Linked DNA regions of Gasterosteus aculeatus: region 2 is linked to region 1. A link is a contact called in public Hi-C data. All regions are on one chromosome and are shown on one strand. Each heading gives the region's core, a stretch centred on a gene start, on an enhancer-like site or on the middle of the called end of the contact. The rest is flanking DNA. Distances are from core to core; before and after follow the strand shown.

Region 1 (2,700 bases), core at 38-2,537:
AGCTGATGGCAACAAAGCCAAATGCTCATGTGGCTGATTAGTGGCTGCAACTGTAACAGTTTCTTCTACGTGTCTATTACAATGATGCCATATGAGATATTTTCTTTGCACCACAGCATTTTACCAACATTATATCTTCTCGTCATCGCCCTTTGACCTCTTTGGATCTAGGATTGAATTGCGACAAATACACCAGGCTTCTGTGGATGGTGGTTCTATCTGATGGTGGTTCTGATGGTGGTTGTCCCTGCAGTGGTCCTGACTTGCTACCCGGAATTATTTGAATCATTTGTACATCTTTTACATTGTGTATATATATATATATATATATACATATATATATACATATATATATATATATATATATATATATACAAGACAACAGTGTTTTTGTTTTATGGTTTTTACGGTAAAACGGACTATAAAAAAGTACACGGCCACGGCCCCTACACTTAAAAAACAAAAGTAACTGTAGGATATTAGAAATAAACTGATGACCCGGTTCATAAATTCATAAAATGCATTTAGTGTACACCAGAATACAGCCATGATTCTGGAACTAAACTATTCAATAGAATAATACCAAAGTACAGCTATGATTGTATTTAATGTAATCAACTGGAATGCATGCATGTAATACCTGCAACACAACTGGTATTGACTGAGAGACATTCAAAATCCGAGTTCCATTGAACTCACCAGTGACCACTCCCTCAGGTGTGGACACTAACTTTCACACCTTTGCTGCTCTGTATAAATACCTGTAGACAGCCATTGTTCTCCAGTTCGCTGGTGGAAGCAACACACAGTCACTGTGGGGGGTTAGTTGGAGAGACCAGCTCAGCTGAGATGTTCTTTTTACCACAACACCCTTTCTTTTATTAAATACTTTTGATTTTAACTTCCAATCCAAGATGTCTTTTGTCCGTCTGACTTTTTCTATTTTATAACTCAATAACTCATTTAATGAGTTTGATGTAGCCATTTGTGACATGTCTCACACTGAGCATAATTTATCCAATAAACATGAAGAGGTGATGGGATTAAACATTTTCAGACAGCCCTATGTTTGGCATGCTTACAGGCAGCTCAACGTTTAAGTGCAGCACAACGGGGGGGTTGCTTGGAGATTCCAAAACACAAGCAATGGGAATTCGTTCATTTCCTTGTGCTTTTGTCCCTGCTGAACCCCACTGTGGACTCCTGGATTAGGATCAATAGATTAGGTGTACTAATTGTGCTTGTCAGCGGAAAAATTAAATGAATTTGTCAGCAGTCTTGGCACGGCGTCAGGAAATGTTTGAGTGGATGACCTCTGGGGCTCCGGAGCGCCAAGGGGAGGGTGTATAAAGGTGCAGATACGGGGCCACAGTCAGCCTGCAGTGGGACACTGTCCCACAAACACCTCCGGCAGAGACAAGGTGAGACGTAAAGACATCCTGCGAGCGTACTTTTACTTAAATATCCTTAAATGTAGACGTGTCGTGTTAAGTGTGAAGTGAATATCATCGGTTTTAGACATTTAAAGACGTAACCATGAAAGTCTGAGAAATTGAAACTAACAAACAAACTTTGATTTTAAAGCGAATAAAACTAAATAAAGTGTTCAATAGCGTTGAGTAGGGAGATGAAATGTTTGATGTCGTCTCTCTTGTTGAGGTTTTCCTTGGGGGGAGTCTAGACTGTCTAGACCTGAATATTTCTACAGCTCCGCACGTGTTTACTTTACCGAGAAACCCTTTTGTTATCAGATATACTCCGATGAGGTAATCCAGCCGTCTGCTCTGTCAATAATTCACCTTCTGACTCTCCCAAAAGATGAATGTTCCAGCTCTGGCCTGCGTGCTGATGGTCATCTCCACTGTCCGTGCCTTCCAGTATGCGGAGCTGGCGCGGTACATTGACAGCCATCAAGAGGAATATGTGGAGGTACAATATAATTATTTTTCCTTAAGTAATGCGTTCGAGAGTCCAGGCTCTGAACTTTCAGTCAAAGAAGTAAAGATACCAAAATGAAAGCACAAGGTTTGTTTGTCCAATAGATCAACCAGATGTGTTGAGAAAATGATGGTGCAGTGATGTGAAGGTCATGGTTCGATCACGTGTTGCAATCTGTGACACAGGGCTGTAGAAATATCACACACGTGACTAATTAAGCAACATAAATAAATAAAGTGAACTTCTGTAGATTTTGTAGGTGTATGATTGATTTATGGGATTTTAACATTTTAACACAAGAACTTGTGTACTTTGTATACCCACATATGGACAGAAGGTTAAGTGACGCCACTGAGGGTTTGATTGTGTGTCTTTCAGGCTCTGCGGGACTGGGTTGCAATTGAAAGCGACTCCAGCAACGTCTTCAGGAGACCGGACCTGCACCGCATGATGGACGTGGCGGCTCAGAAGCTGAGGCTCATGGGAGGGACTGTCGAGCTGGTGGACATCGGAGAGCAAGAAGTCAGTGACAGGGCCGATTCTACGCTTTAGTGAGATATGTAATCGTCACCCTAATTGATTGGTAGAAAGTGCGCTTTTCAAACAGCGAGCTCGGCTTATTTGGGGAGGGGGGCGACTGCTGGTAACAAAATGAATCCACTGCTTCCAAAACGTCCTCCTCTTCTCGCCACTAATAAGGAACATCGTAACATGCATTGTTGTTGCAGTTTATTGTAGTAAAAACAGTAGCTGACCCTTTGA
Region 2 (2,700 bases), core at 15-2,514, 56 kb after region 1:
ATTCTACACACAACAACCCATAATGACAAAGTGAAAACTGTTTTTTGCAAATCTGTAAAGAACGAAAACATAACATGTACATAAGTATTCACGGCCTTTGCCATGACACTCCAAATTGAGCTCAGGTGCCTCCTGTTTCCACTGATCGTCCTTGAGATGTTTCTACAACTTGATTGGAGTCGACCTGTGCTAAATTCAGTTGATTGGACATGATTGAGAAAAGCACACACCTGTCTGTATAAGGTATCACAGTTGACAGTGGAAATCAGAGCATAAACCAAGCCATGAAGTCCAAGGAATTATCTGTAGACCTCCGAGACAGAATTGTATCCAGGCACAGATCTGGTGAAGGGTACAGAAAGATTTCTGCAGCATTGAAAGTCCCAATGAGCACAGTGGCCTCCATCATCCGGAAGTGGAAGAAGTTTTGGAACCACCAGGACTCTTCCTAGAGTTGGTTGCCCAGCCAGACTGAGCGATCGGGGGAGAAGGGCCTTAGTCAGGGAGGTGACCAGGAACCCGATGGTCACTCTGACAGAGCTCCAGCGTTGTTCTATGAAGAGAGGAGAACCTTCCAGAAGGACAACCAGCTCTGCAGCACTCCACAAGTCAGGCCTGTTTGGTGGCCAGACGGAAGCCACTCCTCAGTAAAAAGCACATGACAGCCCGCCTGAAGGACTCTCAGACCATGAGAAACAAAATTCTCTGGTCTGATGAAACAAAGATTGAACTCTTTGGCCTGAATGCCAAGCGTCATCTCTGGAGGAAACCAGGCACTGCTCATCACCTGGCCAATACCATCCCTACAGTGAAGCATGGTGGTGGCAGCATCATGCTGTGGGGATGTTTTTCAGCGGGAGGAACTGGGAGACGAGTCAGGATTGAGGGAAAGATGAATGCATGCTCCAAAGCGCTCTGGACCTCAGACTGGGGCGACGGTTCATCTTCCAACAGGACAACAGGCCAAGATAACAAAGTGGCTTCGGGACTCTGTGAATGTCCTTGAGCGGCCCAGCCAGAGCCCTGACCTGAACCCGATTGAACATCTCTGGACAGATCTGAAAATGGCTGCACGGACGCTCCCCATCCAACCTGATGGAACTTGAGAGGTTCTGCAAAGAAGAATGGGAGAAACTGCCCAGAAATAGGTGTGCCACGCTTGTGGAATCATACCCAAGAAGACTTGAGGCTGTAATTGCTGCCAAAGGTGCTTCAGCAAAGTATTGAGCAAAGGCTGTGAATACTGCCAAAGTGGAACGCACACCTCATGTTCGCTCCAGACTCATGTCTCTGGAGAGGAGAGGATATTCTGGCAACAGAGAAGAGACCTTGTGACATTTCCACAAATGTACATGAGCGCCCTCTACTGGCCGCGGGGGGAAGTGGAGGGAGTGCACGCGCTCTGCCACTGGCGAGAAGGGGATGAAATCATAGAAAGAGATGTATTTACAAGGATCATGTCTAACGTTTACATTTAGAAATGTCACAAGAGGAAACGTTTGCTTTTTTAACAATATCATCTGTGCAATTTTATTTTAACAAATTTAAAGCATGTTATTTCAGGCTCTACCTTTCATGTTGTCGATCACTGTTGATGATGTGAAAGATCATGAAATCAACTGTTACTAAAGCAGCATCAGAGGGAGACCAGTGTGACATTACTTTGAAGCTGTAGAAGCTCAGCACACTTTCTTCATATAGTCTCGGTCCAGGGGAAGATTTGTATGCGCTTCGTTTAGAGGAGAATATCTCAGCTATTAAATAAAATCGCACCTATAGGTGACACTATTATAACACTACAGGTGAATGGGACTTTTTTATTTTATAGATATCCTTATCAATTTCTACCAGATAAATCCTCATATTAAGAGATATGTTTTGGATTACTTTGTCTCGAAAATAAAATATGCAAATTAGGCAATATCTCAATACGCGTACATATAAACTCTTGAAGCTACAGATTTTCTCAGGTGATCACAATGTTCACAATGACTATGATTATACCCCCAACAAGTCATGGCGATCTACACCTCGCCGCTCCTCCGAGGACCGGAGACCGGTCGACCGGGGGAGGAAGGGGGTGTAATAATCGGCCAAACGAGTAGTAGCGCTACCGAACGGCAGCGCGAAACCAGTCGATATGAAGAAAACAACGAGCCTCTCGTCTGCCAGAAGGAGGAAACCGTCACAAGCGTCCCGCACTGACTGACGTCATCCTGGGTTGCTTAGGAATGAAATGAAATGCATCCGTTAGTAAGCAAGGATCGCTAGTTAGCATTAGCATTAGTTTCGGTCATCTCCCGCGGTCAACCGCGCATGCGTGACGTCATTTTTCAAAATTTTCCAGGAATCATATATATAAAGCGACAGTTGAGGAAAAAGAAGCTAACTTTTACTAGCATTTCTCCAAAATGCTAATTTTTTTTCTGAGATGAATCTTGGGAAAGATTACGCATTGAATATGGTTTAAGATGCTTTTTAACAGTCTTGTAGGTTTCAATACATCCAGCCAGGGTCATACTCCTAATTAATGCAGTTGAAATGACATTTTGCAGTAGAATACAAAAAGCCTACAAAAATGCAGAGGACAGCTGCGATAAAACAGAAGGCTGCCGGCTGCAGGACGAGCTGGACACCTTCTTCCCGTCAGCATCACTCGTATGAAGGAAGCACCCGACACCAGAACTCAGCTTTTCTGAG

The links. Hi-C and Micro-C count contacts between places; a contact is called where the count stands out from the background.
Region 2: a contact with region 1 is called in a Hi-C map of skeletal muscle, with 9 times the contacts expected there. The contact joins the enhancer-like site here to the promoter of cndp1 in region 1. A contact is called at or near these places in 3 of 6 Hi-C or Micro-C datasets (liver and skeletal muscle).

Annotation. Positions count from the first base shown.
Region 1 is chr20:18,160,948-18,163,647 of fGasAcu3.hap1.1, forward strand. It overlaps cndp1 (carnosine dipeptidase 1), which reads left to right and starts at 1,288. Exons shown (of 12, transcript XM_040164937.2): 1 at 1,288-1,421; 2 at 1,819-1,929; 3 at 2,317-2,460. The coding sequence starts at 1,819.
Region 2 is chr20:18,216,992-18,219,691 of fGasAcu3.hap1.1, forward strand. abhd5a (abhydrolase domain containing 5, lysophosphatidic acid acyltransferase a) reads right to left here. Exons shown (of 8, transcript XM_040164221.2): 8 at 1,504-2,700. Among protein-coding and RNA genes, the nearest start is that of abhd5a, 8.3 kb to the right of the region's middle. Within about 2 kb of position 1,265, at least 2 of the 9 cell types and tissues checked have open chromatin away from gene starts, as enhancers often do.